Linked DNA regions of Anas platyrhynchos: region 2 is linked to region 1. The links are chromatin contacts, called in public Hi-C maps. All regions are on one chromosome and are shown on one strand. Each heading gives the region's core, a stretch centred on a gene start, on an enhancer-like site or on the middle of the called end of the contact. The rest is flanking DNA. Distances are from core to core; before and after follow the strand shown.

What was found. A called contact is a pair of places that touch in the nucleus more often than the background predicts.
Region 2: a Hi-C map of liver shows a contact between it and region 1, with 2.0 times the contacts expected there. The contact joins two enhancer-like sites. A contact is called at or near these places in 2 of 8 Hi-C or Micro-C datasets (liver and subcutaneous adipose tissue).

What each region holds. Positions count from the first base shown.
Region 1 is chrZ:75,126,593-75,130,016 of IASCAAS_PekinDuck_T2T, reverse strand. It overlaps LOC106020182 (a long non-coding RNA gene), which reads right to left. Exons shown (of 9, transcript XR_011805909.1): 3 at 1-134. Among named protein-coding and RNA genes, the nearest start is that of SHOC1, 22 kb to the right of the region's middle. Within about 2 kb of position 1,771, at least 2 of the 8 cell types and tissues checked have an H3K27ac peak or open chromatin away from gene starts, as enhancers often do.
Region 2 is chrZ:75,297,357-75,300,780 of IASCAAS_PekinDuck_T2T, reverse strand. SUSD1 (sushi domain containing 1) reads left to right here. Exons shown (of 16, transcript XM_038170863.2): 11 at 278-464. Among named protein-coding and RNA genes, the nearest start is that of SUSD1, 25 kb to the left of the region's middle. Within about 2 kb of position 1,545, at least 4 of the 8 cell types and tissues checked have an H3K27ac peak or open chromatin away from gene starts, as enhancers often do.

The DNA of each region.
Region 1 (3,424 bases), core at 522-3,021:
GGCAGCTCGTGGCTTCTCTACTGGAATCCCATCCCAAGGGGAACAGGGTATGGTGGCCTCCAAGCCTGTAAGAGAAGCTTTCTTCTCATGGCATTAAGTTTCCATGGACAAAGACCAGTTTCTCAGCCTTAGAACTGCAAAAGACATTTATGACATTCAGAGAGAGAACTCCATACAAATGCCAGAAAGGAATGTGGTAGACTGCATTTCTTATAGGTTTAGGTATTATCAAGACTTTGCAAATTATTTTCCTTTTAATGTTATGCATATAATACAGACAGATTCCTACACATGTATATGATATATAATAATAAAGAATGAATGCCCAAATTTTCCTAGAAATTAAAATCCTACAGTACCTAACAAGCTTTCATATTAGTTATGAATTAATTATGAAAAGATCTTCAACAACTTAACAAAAAATTGTGTGCTACCAACTTAGTTATCCTATAAGAATGGAAGAAATGATTAAATGAGTAAGAAGTTAAGCCCAAGTCTAGTCATCTCCTTTTCAAAGTGACTTCTGTAATCTTTCATCTTTATGGGCATCTTTTGAGAGCAGGGACCTGATGGGGAAGTACTCTGCAACTTAGATGATTACTTTCAGACCAATGCTCTTGCAAGGCTGCTTAAATGTTTGAAAGATCCCAAATAACTGTGGAGAAATAGCATGTATCTTCAAAAGTGGTCAGAAAGACAGCTACACAATTACATGGCAGTCAGCCTCTCTGTAGCTGGAGGAAGTCTTCTTGAAGAATTTTTTCTGGGCACATGAAGGAGAATGTGATTGTGGACGGCTGGTATGGATTAATTAGGGGTAACTCATGCCTGGCTGTCTTCTGTGATAAAAAAAAGTAGAATTGCATGTGAGGGGAAAGCAGTGGGTGTCATTTACCTTGACCTTAGCAAGGCCTGCAGCACTGTTACTAAAAAATCCTTTTACCCAGGTTGGGATGCAACAGCCTGGGCTGGTGGGCAGCCAGGTGGGTAAATACCCGCTTGGGCAGCAGGCCTCAGAGGCTGGTGGATAAGGAGTCGCACCCCACATTGAGACTGGCAACCAGAGGGGACCAGAGAGGTCTGTCCTGGGACCTGTCCTCTTTAGGATCTGTATCACTGACAAGGTGGGGAAGGTGACAGGGTGCGTTTACATCAAGTTAGCAGACGACATCGAGTTGCAAGGACCAGACAATAATACGTGAGGGCAGGGCTGACATCTGGAGGGACCTTGATGGGCCTGACAGGATCCCCATGCACATGACACAGGACCACTCTGCAGCCCTGCTCCAGGGAAGGCAGAGCCCTGGCATAGGGATGGGGCCAGCTCCATGGAGAAGGCCCTGGGTCCTAGCAGGGAGCAGGCTGAGCAGGGGCCAGCCGTGTCCCCGATTAGCAACAAGGGCCAGCAGTGCCCAGGGCAGCGTGAACAGAGCATAGCTTTGCAGCAGAGATGGCCTTGAGGCACCTAACTGCACCCCAGTGCCTGTAGGGAGGCAACTGAGGAGCAAGGGATGGGTTCTCACAGCGATGCCCAGCAGCAGGATGAGAAATAACAGGCATAAGCTTGAAACTAAAGAGCTTCAGGCTGGAGGTGAAAAACATTTTCCCCACAAGGGCAGCCAGGCAGTGGAGCAGGTTTCCCAGAAAGATTATGCCACCTCTGCCCTTGGGTGTTCTCAAGCCACAACTCGAACAAACCTTGAACACCCTGCTTTGGTCTCACAAATTGTCCTGCTTTGGGCAGGAGGTCGAACTAGCGACCTCTAAAGGTCGCTTCAAATCTGAATGGCTCTGAATGTTTCTGTGTTGAACAATCTGAGACCTCTGTATGAAGGAAACATTACGTGTAAGCCCAAAAATTCATGTAAGATTTTTCATTCTGTGTGGTTGTCTTTGCCAGTGTACTGAGAGTGGATTGACAGCTGGAATTGCTCCTACAGATTTATTGTGATAGAAATGTGTTCAGCAAGCTCCTGGCTGTATTTCCTCCTGATTATTGGGTGCGAGAGATTTAACTCTGCTGCAGTGTCAGAAAAAGCCACCTCAGCCTCAGAGTCCTTGGTATTGATTCCCATGGTGTTGTGTGTAGCATTCTGACTTACCGATCATTTCTTGTGCTGACAGCTCTTTCAAAGATGTACTGTGCATGCTTTAATGTCACAGATAGGGATTTAACAGACAGGTATTTCAGATTCTCTGATCACTTTTGTTTCTCCGTTTTGTCCATCACATCATACAGAAACCTTTTCCTTTCCTGATATATACAACGATTCCTTCTCTACATCAAAACATCTCCTTGCCGGGCATGTTTCCCAAGGTTAGCCACAGTCCTGCTAACTCCTGATCAAACACTTCCAGTGGAACTGCTCATGGACTGCAGTGCCATTCAGCATGGACTACAGAGACAAAATCTGCATCTATACAAACAGTATTCTATTAAAATAATAATGGGTTTAATATATGAATACTAGTAAACAAGAAGCCTATCACTTTTCACTCCTACATCCATTTCCTTGTATAATGTTACATTTTTTATGACATCTGACCTAAACTGCAGATTGTTTAGAATGGGTTCTTTCTTTTACCTGTTCATTTAAGTGACAATAATAAAATAACGCAGAATTAGCCAGAAAACCAGAGGTGGAGCTTCTTGTCACCAAGTTTCACTAGGCCTGGCACGGAGTGGAACCTGACATTGGCAGGCCGAGGGAAAGAACAAGTTGGCATGCCAGATTTATCTGCACCACGATAAATCTTCCAGCCACGTAAAAATGCTGTCTTGAGACACAGGATTTCAAGAGTGTTCTGCCGATGTGAAAATCAGGTGAAAGGTGAATGTATAGCACCAACCACTGCTAGCTGAGACTGCAACCTGGGGAGTTTTGTAATATTAAAAATGTTCTTCTCTTCCAAGCAGATTCTACTGTGTAAATTACTTTATATGCTTTATATGTAATCTTAATCTGAGTGTGACTGAGAATAACCTGCTTTGCTTATAAGTGTATTTGGAGACAAGGCCCACTCTCTTTAGGTGCTTGTGCCTTCCTAACAACAACAATCAATATCAATCACGGTGATTATGCTCATCTTAGGAAAAACAAAATCAAACTGCTTGATTAACTTAAAACTGGGCAAAAACATAATGAAGTATCATGTGAAGATCAGCAAATTAACTAGTGGAGTTATTTTTAAAATTTGTTTTTATCTTTCCCTTTAGTCTCTCTAACATCAGTCAGTCATGGACTTAACTTCCCACAGAAAATGATTATCATACTGAAGAAACTCTTTGCTGATTTGATAATTTCCCAGCAAAACAGCAATTATATGTTCCCTGATGAAAACTTAGTTTTATGCCCTGAAGAAATTTTAGTTCACAATAAAAAGAAAACAGGAGAGAATATAAACAGCATATAGTAAGTTAATG
Region 2 (3,424 bases), core at 296-2,795, 170 kb before region 1:
ACTTGGGGAAAATTGTGGTTTTAACAGACAAGAAGATAGACTGTGAGGAGGACAGGTGAAAGAACTTGCACGCTGTCAGAACTGATCAACAAGAGAGAGACTGCACTTGTCAAATTTTGGAAGCATTTGAATCAGAATAACTGTCAGTGCCAGTAGTTTTGGCAGTCTGTATGCAATGATGTGTTTTTCTGCTGTTTCCTCTGATTTAGAGATATGAATGAATGCAAGTGATCTATTAACCCATTACAATTTCCATGCCGTGATTGTTTGGTTTCAGTTCCATGTACAAGGCCAGCGTTGGTATCAGAAGGAATTCTTGCATGAAATGACCTTCAACCTTACCACACACAAGCAGGCTCCAGAAGTTTGTTTTGATTTGCAGCCAGGCACCAATTACTCTGTTAATATTTCCATGGTAGCTTTGAATTTTTCACTGATGGTTTCCATGACAACGCGAATCACAGGTAGGTCCTGCCCTTTATGTTTTGTGCTTACTAAAGGACCCATGTTAAGTATCAAAAGGGCTGTTTCTGTGCTTGCAATTCTTCATCATTATTCGCTTTCATGGATTTAACACGTTGACAATCCAGTGGTTGACAGAGGAGTGAAATAGGGTGCAGTGTTTCTGAAGCATTGTTTTTACACAGCAGGGAGAAGACAGGTTGGTGGGCTAGACACAAAGTTAGTATCTAGGGGAGCGGGGTTCAGTTCCCTGCCCTGTTAGATGCTAAGTGAGTTACTCTTTCAGTGCCAGTTGTTTCCACCATGGAGATAAAAGCAGAATAGATATCACTGAAGTCTACAAGGGTCCAAAGTACAAAGAGTCCTGCAGACAGATCTCTTCATCTATAATTAGTAGAGTACAGAACATAAAAGGCATTTGATCAAAAAGCACACTGCAGGGAGATAGTCAGCTTCAGTATTTTGCAAGATATGTGTATGGTACTAAAATGTTGTGATTAAAAAAAATTATCCTCAACTCGTTCAGAACAGTTTTGCACCATCCCTATACTGTCAGACTTCCTGCAGTAGGTTATGATTATTACACTATGAAATGCAGTGCTGGGTGCTGGTGCCTATCCTTCCTGCTTGGTTGGAACAGATAGGTAAGAAGCCTTAAAGCCCTGTGGGTGTATGTATCTCTTTCAACCTGTAGGTGGAACCAGTTCTCTTCCGACTGCAGATGAAGAACTAGCAATACAGTTTTTGAAATTCATAGTATTACGATATTTTCAAAAGTAAATCTAAAGTTTTTAATCTTGATTGACAGGAGGAACATCATGTTTCCTAAGGGTGCTGTGTAGGGTATATACAATGACGTGGATTTTCTTTTCAATGAAGTTGCAGTAATGATTTGGTAATTGGTTTTTGTAATTTGCCTAGCTGTGACTCAGAGCTAGCATCCATGAGTACATGTAGCTTTGTAAAAACTAATAAGCTGTCTCAAGAGTTTGGCTGACTGAGGTAATTATGAATACACACTCAGAGTAAAGGCGTTCCTCTTTTCTCTGTCATCCTGTCACATTTCCTAAACTCTATGTGATTGCATCAGGTCACTTACTGGAAAGAGCTCTAGAGAACACTTTGCAGGAGGTGCTGCATGGAGCAGTGTTTGTGGCTTGGCAGCTGGCACGTTTTCCCTCTTCCACCGAGTTAGTGCTTAACAAACACACTTGTGTACCCCCAGAAAAGATTTTCGCATAAAAGTTAGGTCATTTCCATTTCAAAGGGAGATCCTGCCACAAGCTATGTTATATCTGATGGTTGCTTCTTCCAGTGAGCAATAAAAGGTGGGCATTGCTCTGCCATCTCTTCCTGAAGTGTGCCACACACACACTTTATATCGTGCTTTTTCTTTTTTTTTAATGAAAGCCATAAAGTCGAAATGGGTCTTCTTGTGGTTGAAATTGAGTGAAAATTACAAAGTCAACAGTGATCAGGCTGTTCACAAAACACACACAAAAAAGTTCACGAAACAATGAGAATCTAACTAAGTTTTTTAGGCTGTTTTTTTTTTTTTCTTTTTTTCTTTTTTTTCTTTTTTTCTATTTCATCTGGTTTAAGATGAAAAGAAAACAGTTAAAATAACTCTTTCGGCAATATCCCTTTGACTTCCGTGCCTTCTGTATGGGAGGGGAATTGCATTATCTTTACAAGCAACTTAATTTGTATAATAACTACTTACAATTTTAGAGTAGGTGTATAATTTGCTTCTTCATTTGTCCAGTTATTTTGTAATTATGTCCGTTGTTGGACCAGATGGTTGTGTTTCTGTAGTGGGTGGAATGATCTCAGTTTTTCTGCCAGCTTAGGGTTGAAAAGTGTCGTCTGTCTCTCGTGGTTTTCTGGCTAAACAGTACTGTGTAAATGCGAGATATGCCTTAAGCACAGAAGCACAAAAGAAGCTGAGACTTGCACAGATGTTTTACTGTTAATATGTTGGAAGTGGCCTGGTTTATTGTCTGAAGTTTCATGTAGCATCTGTTAACAAATGCACATTCAGTTGTTCTGTTTCCCCAGCTGGGGCAAATCCATGGTCTGGTAGGTGTTGCATCTCATTGACTTCCACGTCTCATATTTTGAGAGTTCGGGGAGTCATACCTGCAGAGTTTCTAGTACTGTGAAGAAAAATGTCACAGCTGGATGAAGATTTAATTTTCTGACAATGTGTATAAACTCTCGAGAGTGTTGCAAAATACAGTAAGTATGTAAATGCTAGCAAGAAGTGATATTTTTTTCCAAAGAGGACTTGAAAATGCATGAGAAACCTACTTGATATATCTGAAGCCAGGATGTATTATATTCATAGTATTTCTTAAGAGGAAGAAAAAAACCCAAAGTTTGGGACTCAGAAGTCTGCTTCTCATCCTGGCAAGTAGCATCCTTTAAAAATAGTTCTGTGCTGAGCACATAGTTGTTTTTGCCGATCATCTTGTGGATGGTAAATATAGTCTACCAAATGCTTCGTGGATCATTGAAATTCTGCTCCTTTCATACTTCCAGTGACAGACATCTCACACAGTCTTTTATTTATTCTTAGCTTATTTTAGACAAGCTCTCAACACCTGTCTACTCAAGATAAGAAATTAAGTCAATTATAAAAAGTAGTTAGGCAGCAATTACATTGTAGATGTGAAAAGATGGTAACAAGATTGTCTTTTAAACTAGAAGGGAGTTTATTTTTTCTGTTTCCAAGGAAAAGGAGTATGTCTTCCGGGTGTACCTCGTCTTTCATAATTTCTGTCAGGGTTACTAAAATTACAAGCAGTTATGTTGCTCTTCTTTTTGGTAGATTATTTGTAGGCATGTTGAAACAAGCCATTCTTCTTAGTTTCATTATCTGTTTTCACATACGAATGAAGGAAAACTGAGTTTTATAACAGCTTTCAAGTGGTTAAAAAGAGGATATTAGACAAAGAGTTAA